2 separate regions of the Bombyx mori genome follow, and region 2 is linked to region 1. A link is a contact called in public Hi-C data. All regions are on one chromosome and are shown on one strand. The core of a region is the stretch at or near the end of the contact, and the rest is flanking DNA. Distances in the headings are between cores, read along the strand shown. Region 1 overlaps LOC101740771 (AN1-type zinc finger protein 4). Region 2 holds the start of LOC732951 (3-hydroxyacyl-CoA dehydrogenase).

The links. Hi-C and Micro-C count contacts between places; a contact is called where the count stands out from the background.
Region 2: a Hi-C map of middle silk gland shows a contact between it and region 1, with 2.1 times the contacts expected there. The contact joins the promoter of LOC732951 here to the enhancer-like site in region 1. A contact is called at or near these places in 2 of 7 Hi-C or Micro-C datasets (middle silk gland and midgut).

Annotation. Positions count from the first base shown.
Region 1 is chr3:1,308,043-1,311,744 of ASM3026992v2, reverse strand. It overlaps LOC101740771 (AN1-type zinc finger protein 4), which reads right to left. Exons shown (of 7, transcript XM_004923893.5): 7 at 1-3,413. The coding sequence ends at 3,317. Among protein-coding and RNA genes, the nearest start is that of LOC101740771, 17 kb to the right of the region's middle. Within about 2 kb of position 1,879, at least 5 of the 8 cell types and tissues checked have open chromatin away from gene starts, as enhancers often do.
Region 2 is chr3:1,343,387-1,347,088 of ASM3026992v2, reverse strand. It overlaps LOC732951 (3-hydroxyacyl-CoA dehydrogenase), which reads left to right and starts at 2,039. Exons shown (of 5, transcript NM_001046949.1): 1 at 2,039-2,258; 2 at 3,417-3,689. The coding sequence starts at 2,148. LOC101740910 (inositol polyphosphate multikinase) reads left to right here and starts at 1,573. Exons shown (of 6, transcript XM_004923894.5): 1 at 1,573-1,960.

The sequences.
Region 1 (3,702 bases), core at 630-3,129:
AATATAACGCCGAGCAACTAACCCGAATTAGGGCTTCAGTAACCCAGAGGAACTAGATCGCCTCTGAAATTCTGCTGTGGAAGGACGCGGGAACCCACCACTAGCAATTTTCCCAAGAAAACCTTTACGTATGTATTCTGTAAAGGTTACGATCCTCAGCACTGAGGAACACGACGTACGGAGGAGGAGATTGGTTAATATTTCTCTGTTTCTCCACTCCGCTGCCTCGCTCCGCTCCAGTTGACAGGCACCCTTAGACAGTCGTCAGCTTCAGTTTGATAGTCGAGAGAAATTCCGGCATAATTCGAATTTATAGCACAGACTACATAGATAGTTTCGTAGTAGCAATGCCCTCTGCCGGCTTGTAACTATAAAACCCACGAGTGTCTACATTTATTGCGTATTCACACCAATGTTTATACATACGCGAATTTCACCCCTTTTGAGAGAATCGAAGTCGGCAAAATTTCGTATAATTACAATAAAAACGCGGTTGAAATCTTGAATCATCCGTTGCTTTATTTGCTAAGATCAAATACTCATCAATTCCCTTATTTTTTATCCAATTTGTTAAGACAGACAACTCTCATATAAAACTTTTATTGAAACAAAATTTTTCCCTTATTCAAATTTAAGCTCCTCAACAACATTGCCAGCCATTGACAATTTTATATGTTACCAAGGTAATGATTTTGTGTGACTGTTAACTTTAGCAAGCACTCCCAGGATGAGGTTCGGAGCTCACCCACCAGCGACGAATCATTATCATGTTCTTTCATGTTGTATATGAGAAAGGCTGCTTGGATGCTATGAAGAGGCTGCCGGGATCAGAGCTCAAAGTAGATAAATGAATTCTGTATGTACCGCGTGACGAATTTATTTGATCTTATACCTTTAAACGAGCAATTCTTGTACATATATATATATATAATCTGAATCTCGAAAACGGCTCCAACGATTTTCATAAAATTTAGTATACAGGGGATTTCGATAAAACGATCTAGCTACGATTTATTTTCAGAAAATTTTGTTTTATTCGTGTTTTCAATAATCAACTCTTCCCGACATCTATTGGCGAATAATAATACTATTTTTTCTTAATTGAGTGCAACTAATCGCTTTAAAGACAGAACAAGATGGCGTTATAAAAAAAAAACATCTAGCTAACACAAAATCACGACGTTTTCCCTTGGAGGTCCTGGTCGTATTGTCGAATAGCGCCTAATAGCTCTCTATGTCATCCTCAAATGAAAAACTGACTTTAACTGCTCTAATTTGCAAAACAAAATTCCACGTATCATTATAGTTACAAAATAATATTAATGATTGATTTTTCTTTCGAGGTTTACGTAAATATTATTGCATTATTTTTACGTATTAATAATAATCCGTGCAAAGTTAATTTTTTTATTAATTTTTTTTTCCTTTCAAATATTTTTAATTACAAAAAAAAAAGAAACACACACAAATGGCATAATATTATTTAAATAGCATTTTTAATCGTATTTTATTTCATAACATTATCACATTTATATAGAGGCCGGTCGTGTCTCGAGGAGTTAATACGCCCCTCCCCCAACCCTCCCCACCACCTCCCGCGCACGAGCTGCCCCAAGCGCGGCGTCGTGGAGCATACACGCGTTCGTTGCAACACTGCAAAGCCATTGAGACTTCGACCTCATGGTATACAGCGAAATTCCGTTGGTGTACGTGAACATCTCCGGCATCGTGTATACGCACGCAAGAAACGGACGGCTCTAAATCTTTATAAGTCTATTTATCAGGAACTTGTTGGATATCCTTCAGGACTGACCGGGTCGGTGCTAGTGTTCCGGTCCGTAGAGTAGAACCGTCTGACGCAGATGCAGAAACAGGCAGGACGGTGGTGCCCGGCCGTGCGGGCTCGCGATTTAAAACGACGTTAGTATTTCGACTATCATAACACAGTACACAATGTCTCCAATTTGGTCAGACCATACCTGTCTCATTCACACGAGCTCAAAATAATAACAAGCGAATCCGGCACAAAAAAAAAAACATTACAAAATCCAATTCTAGTTCTCAAAAAAAAATTTTTTTTGCATATATAACAATTTTATCACAAAAGAAAAATGTGTTTAAGCAAAACAGAACCACGCAAAAATACTTCGTTCTGTTTTGGATAATCTCATTCCCCGCATACAACGCACAATAACCATTTCATATTTACAATTATAATTATAATAATAATAGTATTAGTATAATCTTCTTATCATCGTGTATGAATTAATCATTTAGAAATTTAACACGAAAAAAAAAAGTTAAAAAAATCATTAACAACACCGAGAAAACCGTGAATTTTTCTATCGAGACGTGCGAATTTTTTTTTTTACATTTTTATTACAAAAATCGATTTTTATCATAAAAAAAACGATTTCTAATAACATTCATCAATAACATACGATTATTTTTTCTTCGTAAAATTGTATATAGAGCGATATAGACGAAACGTGAACCTTGCTTGAGGTGCGAGTGGTCGAACTTGAGGTCGAAATAAATCCAATTGATTGGTGTAACAGGCGGCAGATATCCTTCAAAAATATCAAATACCTCATCTTGTTACACAACAAACAGACAGCACTGTTAATGAAAATTGCATATAGATATTTCAACGGACAAGTTTCGCAATACTCGCCCCGAAACAATATTCATGTGACGTCAGTATCACGTCACATCTACATAACGTTACAAAGGACGGTCTCAACTCCTAGTCTATATAATCTTTTAAGCATTTAGCTAAAACGCTTCATTACAAATGCGTAATAAAAATATCGTGCGTCCTGCTCTCTCTCGCTGAGTGTCAGCGCCACGTGCGAGAGCGGGACGGACGTGGTTTCGAATTTCGAAATTCGAAAGCGGAAGTCTCATTGTGGATTCCTTCACGGCGTAGGTACCAACGAGTAGTTCGTAATTTAAAAAAAAAATATTTCACAGATTATATAATAAATTTAACAAAGGTGTCCCAAAAAGAGGAGGCTATATTTTTTTTAATGGTGTAAAAAAGGATTACACTTTTATTTTAAACTGAAAATTCTTTGAACAATGAAAAATCTAAGTGTTATTGAAATTTGAATCTTAATTCATTTAGATTTACAGTATATTGTTGTGTAAAAACGAAATTACAATATAGATAACAATTATCTATTGTTCCGTTGTCAGCTTCGGCTATCGTCTCGCGTCACTCTCCGGCGACACGGCCGCAGCGAACCTAAACTTTCGAACTATCAATATGCGTAAGACTAAAAATTGGACCGTCGGTATGTAGAGCTGGACTGTACTATATCTTGGGCAGCTTGGGCGCGAGCAGCGCGGTGCCGAGGCCGGGGTGGGGCCGCGCCTTGTAGTCGTAAGCGCAGCCGTGGACCTCTGCGTATCTGGGGGATGAAACGGCCAGCCGTTACGTGACGCCGCTGTTCGCTATTCATTACGCCGAGTAAAGTTCTCTGCATAGCCCGCAATGGACACGCAACACGAGCGGGGAGCTACTGCCGGCTGCCTTCGTTACCGGAGTCCATAGACGATGTGAACGTCGCCACTCACCTTGAGACATGAGGTCGACTGTCCCGCCCATCAAACAGAAATGCATTATCGCTTCGCAGCAGAAATAGGCCGGGTGTTACCTACTCGTGCGGACTCACAACACGCCCTACCCACTAGTGAACC
Region 2 (3,702 bases), core at 790-3,289, 35 kb before region 1:
GAAGAGCACCGCTGTGCTGTTCGTGGGGTTGATGTCAATGCGCCACTTCCGGAACCACTGTCCCATGGTGGTTACTGCGATCTGGAGTCGCCGATGCAAAAGCGACTTCTTCCTACACGAGTAGTAGATAGCCGTGTCATCGGCGAAGAGCGCTAGATGAGTCTCCGGAGACCGGGTTATATCATTGTTATACAAACTAAATAATAACGGGGAGAGCGCGGAGCCTTGCGGGACTCCGGACGTCAGATGACTGGAGCGAGAGCGAGCTCCCTCTACTCGATATCGAAACGAACGGTCGATGAGCACGAGTCTGTTTGGCAATCCCATGTTGTACAGTTTGTAAATCAAACCGTTGTGCCAGACTTTGTCGAACGCCTTCACGATATCAAAGAAGAGGGCTCCGGTCGGGATTTGTTTACGCCTATTTAGCCCTATTAAGATGTGCTCCGTGAGGCGGTGCACTTGTTGTATGCACGAGTGTTTGGCGCGGAACTGCTCGTCTATTAATATTTTGTTCGCGGTAACTAAGTCCCAGAGGCGTTTCCGAAGGAGTCGTTCGTAAATTTTGCCTATCGCTGGGAGGAGACTAATCGGACGGTACATTACGTAGTGCCTCATATTTATTGCACAGGACAATCGCTTGTATCTCTTTACTTTCATACAGACAGACTTTAGGCTCGTCTTCCTATCTAGTGCTTTTAAAAATATCCAGTGGTAAAATAACTTAAAATAGTACCGTATCAAGTAATGAAGTATGGATGGATATGTGAAATTATCCGGACTTAGTTTTGTTTTTATCTTTTGACGATATAACGTAAAATTTAAGTAAATAGTTTGGTTTGGAATGTTTGAACAAATGGTATAACTGGAGTGATTGAATGATTGAATCTATAAAAGCAAAATGAACGACATCGTCGAATACAAAAATCGATTAGAAAGAGAGAGAAAAACCCAAACTAAATTCATTTGAGAGTTAACTTTACACTGAACGTATAGTCGGATTTTTAATTAGACGAAGCCAGCTGACAGTAGCTAATGTCACTTTGTGAAATAATGTTGCTATATTTAAAGTAATAGTGATGCGTTCAGTTCTCGTTCAATCACATAAATGAACAATGAGTGTGAAGAGTTAATCATTAATTTCAAACTATAAAAGAATATTATTTATATTTTACAATAAAATTGTATTAAAGTGATCCAATATAATAATATGTTACTAGTAGTATGTAACTACAATCCGTTTTTTTTATTTTCATTACCTCTGTACCTATAATTGTTATATTTTATACATCTATAGTTTCAACTATATGATGCATTGGAAATAGGACAGTCTTACAAGCTTCCTCGCAATGTTTTTCTTAATGTTTAAAACACTCGGTATTCAGTACAGGTAGATACCATAGGAACATAATGTTTCGTCGAAAACTCGTTGGTATGTACAAAGCACGGCTAAAATTCGAACCCCGTGCCCGATATCAGCAGTTCGGCACACTAACTATTCACTAGACAATCGAGGCAATTTCATTAATTCAGGAGTTTTTTCAATCGTTCACTTTGTCACAACACTATTTTTATTTCATCAAAAACTGACAACACAGTAAACGTCAGTTTACTTCGTCTAATAAAAAATCCGACTATAGTACATATTGTGAGGAAAAATTTTAAATATAAAAATTGATTTGAAAAGTTCACAATAATGCTTTGAATCCATACTTTAAAAAAAAAAACACTTTTCTAACGTTTTCGAACGTTGTTAAATCATATGTTTGTGACGTTAGTAAATGATTATAAATGACAATTGTTATGACAAAATTTCCATAACTTTGCGGATATTATAGAATATTAATTACAAAAGGAATCAGAGGTGGTTTGCATTTTAAATAAAGATCGTCATTTTACATATTGAAAAAAAAATGAGTTTTACACCGCCAGTATTAAAAAAAGAACGTATCTATGACAGGTAAGTCCATAATACCTAAGAGTTACCAAATGATAACAATATTATCGTATGTTTATCAACATATATGGACTTTGTACTTGCTTTACTGCTGATTTATGTTAATTCAACTTGAGTGGGAAGTTAGTATTTTTGCACCTGTACACGTCATTTACCGGCCGGCTTTAGAAACGATAAGAAGAAATTGAAGATGAATAAAATTTTCGTTTTGACTCGGAAATTTTCGATTTCTACTTCTCAGAATGCGATTAAAACAGTTACAGTGATCGGCGGGGGCCTTATGGGCTCAGGAATCGCTCAGGTAAGTGATGTAGATTTTTTAAAGTTAATTTGGTCTATATGTGGTTTAAATTTTCTTTAATTAATACTCGCTTCAAGATTTCAGAAATTTTACGCAGGTTTAATGTTTGGTGTTTCATCATAATTCAAATTAAATAATGAGGTAACCTAAAAAGCTTATAAAGTATTTCGGAAATTTTATAGTGCATGATTCAAAATGCAAATTAATCTAATTATCAACATAGTAAATCAAACGGAAGATTTTGTAAATAACAGTTCACTCCTCGATAAATTTTCTTCATCATTGTAAAGTTAAAAAGTGACATGTCATTCTCTTGAGAATCTCAAAACAAAAAATAAAGAGAATCTGTATGTTTATGTATTCATTAAAGTTAATATCTTAAAAGTAATAACATAAAATGAAAAAGTGTTAGTACAACACAAAACTGAGGAAATGTTTTTATTGAAATAAGAATCCTCAGTATAAATCTATCCAGCCATGAATCTAACTGAAATTACTACTTTGTTTTCATTCGTCCGGTGTAGCAGTATATTTGCCTATTTTTGTATCTAACTCCTTTACTCCTATCTTAAGAACTGTACAACCAGTTGTAAACTCCCATGACTGCATTTCATTATGTGGCCTAAATTAGCCAACTAGCAACCGCTTAGAAAGTACCAGAGAGAGTGCCTAAAGTAATTGAGACTTCAATGTTGTATCTTTTTTGTCTTGTTTTGTTTTTCTGAACAGCATATCCTGAGAATCTTTGATCAAAACCCACTCAAAATATCTTCTTCATAACAATTTTGTTGAAAGTATCTTTCAAATGATAATAAAGAGTTTTCTTTCTTCTTTTCCACCTGATTATTGAAAAGGTAGCTTTCAATTTAGCTTATTAACTTTCAATTTTAAATCATGTTTTAATTATTAGAACAAATAAATTAATTGATAAAATTTTATATTTATTAATGACAAATGAAATTATTTCAATTTTGATCTGAACTTAACTAGGTAAACAAAAATCTTTCACATGCCAAAATGTGAAAATCAACATAAAAAAATATTTAAAAAAAAACCCTGTTTTAAGCGTAAACACATCTTCAATGAAGTCTCACAATAGTTATATAAAGCTAGTAACTTCATTGTACTGTTTGTTCTCATAACTACTCTTTTCTGAAGGTAACAGCGCAGGCTGGCCAGAATGTGACCATAGTAGATTTAGAGCCGGAAATACTCAATAAAGCCCAGAAAAGTATCCAAGCCAACTTAGGCAGGGTAGCCAAGAAACTGTACAAAGATGATCCAGGTAAAATTGAAGGCTTCGTCAAAGAATCCCTGGACAGGATCAAAATATCCACGAAAGTTGAAGACAGTGTGAATGCGGATTTGATTGTCGAAGCCATTGTTGAAAAGCTGGACATAAAGCAGGATCTATTCAACAAACTTGACAAGGTAAGACATATTG